Regions from separate parts of the Rattus norvegicus genome. Here region 2 is linked to region 1. The links are chromatin contacts, called in public Hi-C maps. All regions are on one chromosome and are shown on one strand. Each heading gives the region's core, a stretch centred on a gene start, on an enhancer-like site or on the middle of the called end of the contact. The rest is flanking DNA. Distances are from core to core; before and after follow the strand shown.

Region 1 (5,840 bases), core at 1,556-4,055:
GCTCTCTGCCTAGTACTAGCAGCCTTGTTCATACCTGGGGAAACTGAGTCATACTCCAGGCCCTGTTCCCCCTCCTTTGCTTCTTCCTTCCTGCAGTTGAGCCACACTGCCAGCCCAACACCCTCAAGCCTCATGAACTACTACAGAGAGAGAGAGAGAGAGAGAGAGAGAGAGAGAGAGAGAGAGAGGCCTGACAGGTGTGGTGTAGGGTTCAAACACGAAATAACAGTGTACCATAAGGAATGAAACCCCAGGGAGAAATGAGCCACAGGAAGAAAATTCATGGTTTTTGTTTGGTTTGGTTTGGGGGTGGGGGAACCCATCTGGTCTCCAGGGACCTCTCTTTCCAACTGTGTAGCTATCCAAGACTACAGAAGGCCAGATCAAAACAGCACGAGATGCCAGAACAAAGTCCAACCTGGGCTTCCAAGACTTAAGCTTGATCCCACTTTCGCCAGCTCACAAAGAATAGAAACAAAGGAATGAGAGGAAAAGGCTGTTAGAAGTGGAGACACAAGAGAGGGAAAAGTAGGAGCTACTCCTAATAGACAGAGAGAGAGTCTACAGGAATAAGCTGGGGATTAACACAGAAGCCTGTGTGAAACACTCCAGGTGGACTCTTACAGAGGGTGTCACTTGAGAAGCCCAGGATCACACAGAAGAACAGTTAAAAAGAAAGAGAAACGTAAACATCACTAGGGAAACAGTCTTACGCTAGATATTTAAAATTCCTACTTAAGGGGTTTCCAGATAGCAGGTAAGGGGGCCTACTGCCAAACCTGAAAACCTGAGTTCAACCCCAGAGCCCACACGGGGTGGGGTGAGGAGAGAGCCCACACTACTTCCTTATGTATTCTCTGACCTGCACTCAACCCACACAGTGTTTCAGGGGGCTGGGGAGACGAGTTAGCAGTAAGCAACCCTGGCTGCTCTTCCAGAGGACTTCGGTTCAATTCCTAGCACCTACACGGTGGCCAATAACTGTCTGTAATTCTAGTTCCAGGGGATGCAGCACCCTCTACTAGTCTCCACAGGCCTCTGGCGTGCAAGTGATATACAGGCACAGATGCAGGTAAAACAACCACCCATACCCATGAAAAGTTAAGCTTAAAGATCCAATTTAAAAAAAGGAAAAGGTTTGAGAGCTGAAAAGGCAATGTTTGATTTAGCCCTACAGAAAACTCAGCTCTATGGATATATGAATGTTCTGAGCATAAGACGTGCTAAAATCTGTTTTTGAACTGGCCTTACAAAGAAGCCAACTCTGGAGTCAGGCCACTCCCACCGGTGTCCTCATGCATCCTGTAGGCCTGCCTGTAAGCTTCATTATCTTTTCTGTTTGCTCTCTCTGCCCTACTCATCCTGCCTCCCGTTGGTTTCATTCTTCTCTGATAATGATGATACCAAATCTTCCACTCATACTTGATATAGGCTAGGCACTGTCTGAATGTTGAAACTCAGCTACTTCGCTAATCCTCAGAAGAAACCAATAAGGTAGGTACACATCAGGAAATAAGTGGTTGGAGGTCAAGATGCTTGACCAAGGTCACACAGGTAGTACACTGAGCCACCTGGACCAAAACACAGGCAGTGGGAACCCAAATAGTCTAACTATGGTCCACTGACAGTTTTTCTCTCCTCTGGTTTCCATGTTGGACCTCGCTGATCTCAAGGCTCTAAGGTCTCAATATCTAGGCCATAGCCTGTCTTGGGAGTGACAAGCATTGCCACACACTTCTGTTGTTGTAAGGGAACTTAGCTCCCAACCTTTCTCTTCCTTCCACTTCTAAAACTGTTCAGAAAAGAAGGGATATGTTTCTGCCCATTCCCAGAGCTTTGGTCAGCCTAGGAAGGAGAAGCAAGGCAAATTTCCCCACACCCAATGGAGGCAGGCAAGGACGGGTAATTGGAAGGCTCACCTAAAAAGCCAGGCTCACTTTTAGCAACTCATAGCATCCAGTCCAGGAGGGCTCCAGTACTCCGGCGCTGGAGGGGCAGAAAGGAACAGTCATCCCAGCCCTGGACACAGGCAGTGTGCAAAGCAGGCCCTGAGCAACCCCGTTCCAGGGAAAGCACACAAAACGAGACTGTCTACAAACGAGCCAACCCCACCCTCAGATCGCACGGGGAAATCAGGCCAAATCCAGCTTCACAACGTCATGCCTACGATCTTCACTGGGCCCAACTACCACACTTGGCGCCAACGCAGCCCTGCTGCTGACCTTGGGCAGCGTGGCCCTCTCTTGGGCCTCAGTTTCCACTAACGTCAGAGGTGCAGGGCAGATGACTTCCTTGGCCCGCAAGCGTCGGAGTTGAGGCTCCGCGCAGGCTTCCGGAGGCTGCTCACGTGCGCTCCGCGGAGGGCCGGACCCTTAAAGGGACCTGCGCCGGCAAACTTGGATGCTAGAAGCCGTGGGGTTGGGGTGTGTGGGGCGCCGCTTCGTGCTGTCGGCTTCCAGCCTCCCGCTCGCCTCACGGCCTCGTGCATCTCTGCAACTTCAGAGACGCTAAAGTTTGTAGTCGCGACGAGGCGCGCGGCCGCGGGAAGCGCTGCTGAAAGGTGAGCCCCGCCCGCTCCCTTCTAGTCCCACTGACCCGGGACGTTCCCGCACCCTACACCGAGGCAAGAGCCGCGCGGAGAGGTCAGGACCGCCTCACCGTCGCTTTCAGGCCCAGGAACCAGGCCGGGCCAGCAGTGAGCCAGACGCGGTGCAGAGGGCGTCTCAGGCCGGGAGAAGCAGACGGGAGGGGACGAGGGGAGCCCAAGCTGACACCCCGACAGGAACGCCTTGCATCTGGCTCCGCCCTCACCTCGTCGGCGGCCCACGGACGCGGACCGGCGCCAGAGGAAGAAGGGGCTCAGTCCCGGAGCCTGCGTGCGCTTGCCCCTCACGCTCGCTCCGCCCCTTTCGCGGCGGGATGTGACCGTGGCTGTGGGCGCGTGCGCTCCAGATTTGGAGGGCGGAGGCCTGTCCCGCCCCATCTCCTTGGTAACATGCAAGCCTTCTCCGCCCCCGCCCCCCCCACCTGATTGGGACAACTCCCACAACACACATTCCTGCGTCCGACAAAGAACTCCTGAAGGTGACCGAGCAACAACCAGTACCTTAAGGTATCCCCGCCGACTGGGAGGGAAGGGAAGAGCAGCGGTGACGGTGACGGCAGGCTCCAAGCACCGGGAGAGTCAGCCTGTTTGCTTGCCCCAGAAGCCCAGAAAGTCAGAGCTGGACCGCATGGTGTTTGTGCATTTTAATGTCGACCTCTTAGTAATTGTACCACTCTTACTCTCGCCACCTTCTCTCACTGGCTTCATGAAAGGTCTGAGTAAACAGGTGTTTATCAGGGAAAAAAAAAAAAGAGTCTGGCCACTAGTTCAGGTCTTACAGCTAAGCAAGCTCTGAACTTCTGGAGAGTGCAAATATAAGTGTCTCCACTCATCCACCCATCAGCTCTTTGGTGAGCATACAAGCTACCATTCCAGTATTTATTATTTCCTACTAAGATAAATCCAGGAGATGGAAACACTCCAGGAAACCCTTCTCTTCAAAGCTTCTACTTCAGTGCTGTGGCTGCTGGGAGTTTCTACTTGTTTAATACAAACTTGGTAGCTCTCAAGCTAAGTGTAAGCTCCTTCAATACAGGTTCAAGCTTGAGCTAGGATCTGATGACCTATAAATCTCAAAGCACTGCACTAAGGGCACCTCCCGAGACGTCCAGATTTATGGTGGAAATAAGGAAGGTAACTATACTTGTAAACTTCTGTTCATAAATTTTGATGCAAGACAGGCTGGGCCAAGGACTATCTCAGTACTTCTGACAAGGTTGTTATTTGGAAAGATGATCACTCCAAGAGCATGTAAGATGACTTTGGAAAAAGCCAGCAGCCACGGGGTAACATGTGATCTTGAACCTCATCTGCAAGACAAATGTCCCAATGCTCTAGACAGTCTGTCAAGGATAGGCAGCTGGCTATTCTTCAAAAGTCTTCAAGGTAGAGAGAGCAGGGAGGTTATTATAGCTGTTTTACCTCTGAACATCAAACGTGGTAATGATTGGCTGCTTCAGGCAGATGGCCTGTACACTAGATATGGTTCTTGAGACACAAGAAGGGCAAGGGTGTATGGCCCAGGTTCAGAGACAGCCTCTACCTTCAGAGCACGTTAATTCTCTCAGAAATTGATTAGTCTGTGTTAGGAAATCATTGTCAGAAGACACTCTTTCCTCGTCTTGTTCTCTCAGATCACTTCCTTTAGTCTGGGTGGGAACTCTAGAACTTGGTATCTTGGTAGAGTTGCAGGTATGCCTAAGGAGTTTCAGCACTGTATTGGAGGAGAGTCAGCCTGTCACTGGGAATCAGCTTCCAACACTGCCAGCTATCAGGTGGCCACTAGGGGGCAGTAGACTTCTTTGCAAGGCCCTTTGTACACACCTAACAGGTCGGAGACCTGCTCACCTTCCATTCCCAGACCTCTCTCAATAGCAAATACCCCTAGTGTAAGCCCAGACTTGCCCTTCCTCTTTCCCAGGAATCACCAACTGAGGTGCTTTAGTTCTGTGTAAATTGCCAGAGATTACGTCCCTGGGGCTGCTCCTCTTAAAATAAACTTACGGGGTTAGAAGAAACTGTCCACCCCCCCCCCCCATTCCAAACCCTGTTAGAACCCCGCTCCCCTAACCCCCAACTCAGCCCAATATCCCAGCAGTGTAAAACGCTGCCCACAACTCCCAGCCCCACTATGAATAACTAAAACTGGTTCGATCCACCCATCCAGCCTAGAAAGGGCTGCCCCACAGCTAAGGACTTAACCTGCTTCTACAACTCCAAGTCAGTTTCATTGTTCTACCAAGAGCCTGGAAATGTAGCAGTAGCAGCAAGGCACTCAACCCTCTCCTGGGGAGCAAAAGCAGGAAAAGCCCAAAGAGACCCTGCCAACAGAACCTGCTCAAAGCCTGTCCCATCCTACCTCGTGCGCTGTCCAAGTGCCATTATTCTTTTACGTTCATTACCAGCTCGCCCTCTGTCCAGAAAATTTCTAGACCAAACATTTTGAGTTTAAATTTTATTTTACAAAAAGAGAAATAAAGAAAACTGATAGGCAGTTATACTGACTTACAATTGTTCTGTTTGCTTTTTTTTTTAAAAAAGTGACATGAAACACAAGTAAAAATAAATACGTCATAGAAACAGCCAGTTGCCCAGTCCCTGGGGCAGAAGTGTCTGCCCTGCTGAGAGAGAGAGGAGGGAAGCCCATGATCACACCAGTAGCTGGATCAGCCAGCCACAGATGGTCCTCTAAGCCAGGCACAGGTCCTGGGCCTCAGGGGAATCCTGAGGAAAGAAGACAGAAAACTAAAGCCAGGTACCAGAGCCTTGGGGCAACCACATCTCCCTCCCTTTCCCCCAACTCCTCTGGCAGCAGTGTGGCCTTAGTGGTTATCTGTTGCAACCCCTTCAACCCACCTGGACCCTCTCTCTGATCCCTCTGAAGAGGGTACAAGGAAAAAAACCTGTCTTGGGCAGGCCTGAGGGAATCTTCTGGTGAGTCCCCAGCCTGCCCTGAGTTACACAACCAGATAAGTCATTTTACACCACAGTGCACATGAGCACACACATGCAAACACATATACACACTCATTCAAACACAGCTCGGCTGAGCTCTCTTCCAGGGAGGGTCCTGGGTCAGGTCACAGTATGAGGTCCCCTCTTGTCTGAATATCATCCTAGTAGTGGTAGCAGAGAGTGCCCAAACCTCCCTCAGCCCTCTACATTGTAGATTATGCAGCCTGCCTGGCTATCTCTCCCCAGCGCACTAGATGACTACAGCAAACAGACTTGTGGC
Region 2 (5,685 bases), core at 167-2,666, 150 kb after region 1:
ATAGCACAAGAGCAAGAAGTGATGATGGGCTACATACCATCACCTTCTAGAATTTGTACCTGGGATGGCTGTTACTCCAAGCACACAATTGAGTGAGGAAGCAGAACAGAGTACTCAGGTGGGTGAGGTAGGATGGTGATGGACTTAAGCTGAGACCTAAGATACTGGCTTCTCTTTTTTAATTTGTTTTTTTTTTTTTTTTTGTTTGTTCTTTTTTTTTTTCTTTTTTTTCCGGAGCTGGGGACCGAACCCAGGGCCTTGCACTTCCTAGGTAAGCGCTCTACCACTGAGCTAAATCCCCAGCCCCTTTTAATTTGTTTTTTAAGGCAGGATTTCCCTCTGTAGCGCCAGTTGTTTTGGAACTCACTCTAAATGAGGCTGGCCTTGAACTCACAAAGATCTGTCTGCCTCTGCTTCCCAAGTGCTGGGATTAAAGGCTTGCACCACCGCCACTACCACTTCTTGGATACAGGCTTAGTAACAGCCGTAGAATCTGATCATGACAATAGGTTCACAGTGTTTTCTAATTTCCACGTGAATGTATTGGCTGTGAGAGCTCTATGGAAACACACAGAACTCAACTCAGAACGCCAAGAACAATAGTGAGTTGCATAAGTCTGGGCAGGTTTTGTCAAGATTCTGCTCAATTGTGGAGTTATCGTTATCTTCCATGCTCTCACACAGAATCGTTGGGTCAAAATCAGATCCTTCGGATGCTGCTTCCCTTTGGTTTGTGAAGTTAGGCAAGTCATTTACTGTGGGTTTCACTTTCCTCAACTTTCAAACTGATAAATTGAATTAGATGGCCTCTGATTAGTTATTTTCGCCAAAGGGCTTTTTTTAATTTTTCTGCCTCACATATAATACATGGTAACAGATGGTTTTTGATTCCTGCCGAATATGTTTTTAACAGAAAGACAAAGGAAAACCAATGAGTTTCGGTCTAACGAGTACAGTAATTTCTGATACATTTATGCGAAATGCATTCTTTGACCCTGGCATGTTTTAAGGCTGTTGTGGCAGAGCCTTACTGAGCCTTTCCGATGACACAGGGTAGACTTGGGTACGGACAAAGTTACCTGGCCAGCGGGGATTTTAGAAAGATTCATTCCTTCCTTTACTTTTCGCTTCCGCCTTTGGAGGCAGCCAATGAATACACAGCAATTCACGTTTATTAAAGAAAACTACGAATACCAGAAGTCAACGCGCTAAAGTGGTGCTTACTGGTAGGTCAAGCTTCACCATCCCTGCCCTTAAACGCGGAACTTCATTTCCCAGGAGCGCTTTGATATTCCTCCGCTCCTCCCCCTACTCGCTTGGGAGCCTCGCGCCAACGTTACGCGCGCGCGCACAGTACGTAGCATGCGAGTGACGTATAATATGTGGGCCGCTCAGGAGCCGTGGTCGCGCTGTGTGTGTGAGTGAGGGAGAGTGAGTGCGGGACCAGAGGCGGTGTGTGAGAACCGTGGCCGCTGGAGGGGTCGGGGGAGAAGCGGCGGAGCCGCTCGCGAAGGTGAGCGGGATAAGGAAGGAGCCGGCTCTCTGTCAGGGGCACGAGGAGACCGAGCGCGCGGCCCGCAGGGCGGGAGAGTGGGCGCCGCGCTGGGGGAGGGGCGGCACCTGCTTCGGCTGCGGGCGGCGAGGGGGTGGGCAGGACCACCGGGGAGGCTGGGCCCTGGGCCTGACAAGACTTTCCGCTTTCCGACCCCTGGCTAGGGGGCGGGGCCTCCAGGTTCTTCCACCAGTCTTGTAATGAAGCTTCTTTAGAGTAACTCTTCCGCCCGGGCGTGGGGGGGGGCAGGGTATGCTCTCTACCTGAAGGAGGTGCTCTTTTGAATTTCTCTCGTCACCTCCAAGTCTCTGTTCCTCACGAGACGAGGGGGCTTCCTCTTCCCTGCCGCACGACGGACCCCTTCCCGGGACTGTGTCTCCGCCTCCAACCTCAATCACCTGGGCGGGCTTTTCCCTCGTTCGGCTCCGAGCCACCTCCCACTTGCACCCTCCCGCCTCTTGGACCGGGCGAGGGGGCGGAGCTCTCCGGGACCCCTCCCACTTCTACAATGCAGTAGAGTGGAAGGGGAGAGAGGTATGTGGGTGCCCAGACGCCGAGTCTGACCCCAGATTGCCTGCCAGGCTTCTCCGGCACTTGTTCTGAGGGCTTTTAGTTAGTTTTTGTTGGGCTTTCAAGGACGTTTGCCATACTTTGTCTTCTGTTCCTAGAAGGTGTCGGTCCGTTTCCTCTTACTGCAGTGATAACTCTCTGGTTTTTCCATTTGTTGAGGAAATAGTCGTGGAGTGTGTGAAGTAGTAGTTTTTGAGTAACAAATGACTCGGTTTTGTTTATCTTACGTTGCTCTTTTTTTTTTTCCTTCCCAGAACTCATTGTAGAGTAGGCTGGCCTTGAACTAAGATATCCTCCTACCCAGAGTGCTGAGATTAAAGGTGTCTGCCCCCATGCCAAGTTTGCTCTGTTTTTTTTAACTCTTTGAGGCGAAGCCTTTTAGATACCCAGCACGTTTTAATTTGTTGTAGCACTGTCTTCCTATTGCAAGCCCTTTGTTAATGTATAGTAGGAAGTTCACTGATGGTGTCACCTGAAGGGCTTTGAAGGCTTTTTCCCCTTGAGGTTACTGGCATTTACCTTCAAGGCTTTTATAAACATTTCAGTTCAATGTCAAGATTTATGTTTTTGTTTTTTGAGACAGGGTTTCTCTGTGTAGCCGTGGTTGCCCAGAAACTCAGCTTAGACCAGGTTGGTCTCGAACTCAGAGATCTGCCTGCCTCTGCCTCCCTGAGTACTGGGATTAAAGGTGTAAACCAGCACTGCCCACCTTAAGATTTATGTTTGTGTATAACAGTTATTCATTAACCATTTTCGAATGAGGATATATTTTTAGGTGTTAAGGTAATTTGAGGAGTTTTTACACATCTTTTGAGCATCGTATTTACTGCTAACTGTTAGTTGTTAAATTTAATAATAAAATGTGATCAAAGGAACTCTGTTAAAGGGATTGGAGTTGGTTTATTACCACTATGTTTTTGTAAAGGAGCTAGTAGTCATTGGCAGTAATAAAGTTACATAGGATTGAATGCCATAGTGTTAACTTTTTTCTTGAAGCTCCCTCTTTACCCTTTTGGAGTTGAGGATCAACTTAGGGCCTCTCTCAGAGGAAATCTCCTTTCCCTTCCTTAAGGCCTTTTAAATAGTCTCTGCGTAGCCCGTCCCCTCTCCTCCCCCCTCCCTTTTTACTTTCCACTAGGAATTGAATTTAATACCTTAGGCCCTGAAGAATGCTTGGCAAGGGCCTACCCCTGAGCTATACCTCTCAGCTGCTTCCCTTTAAGGTTCAAAACTTTCCTGAAGGAGTGGTTTCCCCAACCTTTTCTCCCCTGCCCTGGATCTATTTTAATACAGCCTTTGTTTTAGATATGGGGACAGTTTTTGTTGAATTGACCATTCAATGTAGTGTATTAGAAAAGGACCTATTTCATGGTTTAACTTAGCAAAACGGTGGGGAAATGGTAGACTAGAGTGAAGTGTAATGAAAACCATTTATCATACACACAGTTACTTCATTACTTGTCATACAATACTTAACCTATTTTTTAGGTATTTTTTTCATTTCAGGGGGGATATGCATACACTTTTAAATTCAAAGATGGCAATCCTGCATAATGTTTTTCACTTTGATATTCATTTTTAACAATGGGTTTGAGCTTGGTGGTGGTAGTGCAAACCTTTAACCCAGCACTTGGGAAGCAGAGGCAAGTGGATCTGTGTGAGTTCAGTCTGGTCTACAGAACTAGTTCCAGGACAGCCAGGACCACACAGAGACACCCTGTCTTAAACCAACCAACCAACCAACCAACCAACCAACCAACCAACCAAAAAAACCCTGCAAACAAAAACAAATATCCAGTATATTTGAGAATCAGTTTGACAAAAGAGTTCAGTTCCAACATTTTGTTTTAATCTTTTTTTTGGTGATAATAGTTTTGGGGATGGAACCCAGGTGTTCTCGACTAAGTTCTTTTTACAATTGAGCTACATCTTGAGTCCCTCAAACTTTTTAAGTAGGAAAGTGAAAATAAGTGATAATCTTCAGTTTCAATAGTTAACTGCTTGCTGTGTTTTTCTATGTTAATTTTGTGGAATTTGAGCTGGTAGGCATATCACCTCTAAATACTTTGGCGTATATTCTTATGAGTAGGGAAATTCCATGCGTATAAATATATATTTTAAATATATTTAAGAATTTATATTTTGTAATAAGGAATTATCATTCGCTTCCCACAACTGTTTCTATTTAATAGAATTAGAAGTTGAGATTTTTTTCAAAAATTTGATATTTAGTGAAGTTAAATAAGAATTCACAGACATTTCAGGCGAGTTGGGATTTGAGTTCTTTTAAATCATCAATTCTTTTCTGGCATGTGTCATTTGTGTGGTCGTGAGAACCTCTATAATTTATTTTCTCATCTGTAAAAGTCACCTCACAGTGTGACTGTGAAAATTAAGCTTGAAAGTTAATTACTTAGCTCAATGCCCTGGGCTGGATATTTCCATCTTGGTGACCATTGATTCTGTCATCATTAGGTGTGTGTCATAACTTTTTGCATGATACTTATAAAAAAAACTTTAGTGGTTATTCTTCAAGCACTTGGGAGGCAGATACATGCAGATCTTTTATGAGTTCTGGGCTAGCTAGGGATACATAGTTAGATCCCTGCCCTCCAAAACAAAGGATGAATTAAATGATGCATACCCACTATATCATGCCAAACAAAATGATACCTTGTAAATTTATATTAATAAAGTCTTTTGATGATAGTAAGATGAGTTAACATGCAGGGTATTTATTTTTATTATATTTATTATGTACGTATGTGTTTATTTAGGTATTTATTGACACAAGATCTCTATATTGTACTGGCTGTCCTGAACTTCACTGTGTAGACCAGAGAGAGCCACCTGCCTCAGTGTCCTGAGTGCTGAAGTTAAATGTGTGTACTACCTTAGCACATTCATGCTTAAAAAACATTTTAACATTTGTTTCTATATGGATGGGTATGGCCATGCTTATGTGGAGGGCAGAGAACAGCTTGGGAATATGTATTTTCCCCTTCCATTAATAAAGGTTAGGTTCATGTTTCCCATAGGAAAGTCATTTTTCCACAGTTACAGTTACATTTCATTGGAAATTATGAAAATATCACAGGTGTAGCATACAGACTCAGGATGGGACCTAGGGTTTTCTATATGCTAGGTAAGCCACTTAATTACACTAATCAAAAGCTAGCCTTTCTTTAAATTACTGGGGCTGGAGAGTCGGCTTAGCGTTTAAAAGCACGTGTTGGGTTGGGGGATTTAGCTCAGCGGTAGAGCGCTTAGCAAGCGCAAGGTCCTGGATTCGGTCCCCAGCTCAAAAAAAAAAAAAAAAAAAGCACTTGTTATAGAGGAACTAGTTCAGTTTCCAGCACTCATGGCAGCTCACAACACTCCACTCATAGTTCTAGTTCTAGGATATCCTATGCCCTCTCTGTCATTTGCAAATATATACATACAAGCAAACACTCATACACATAAAAATATGTTTTAGTATATGTAAATGGAGGGCACTAGTTATTTGTGGTTTGCATTTAGAGATAAGACAATTTTTGGGTTTCAGTTCTTTCTACCATGTG

The links. Hi-C and Micro-C count contacts between places; a contact is called where the count stands out from the background.
Region 2: a Hi-C map of liver shows a contact between it and region 1, with 6 times the contacts expected there. The contact joins the promoter of Dcaf1 here to the promoter of Tex264 in region 1. A contact is called at or near these places in 10 of 12 Hi-C or Micro-C datasets (the A7r5 cell line, Schwann cells, frontal cortex and 5 more).

The regions. Positions count from the first base shown.
Region 1 is chr8:116,198,610-116,204,449 of GRCr8, forward strand. Tex264 (testis expressed 264) reads right to left here and starts at 2,806. Exons shown (of 6, transcript NM_001007665.1): 1 at 2,659-2,806; 2 at 1,920-1,986. Rad54l2 (RAD54 like 2) reads right to left here. Exons shown (of 22, transcript NM_001134520.2): 22 at 5,046-5,840.
Region 2 is chr8:116,351,617-116,357,301 of GRCr8, forward strand. It overlaps Dcaf1 (DDB1 and CUL4 associated factor 1), which reads left to right and starts at 1,417. Exons shown (of 24, transcript NM_001354204.2): 1 at 1,417-1,513.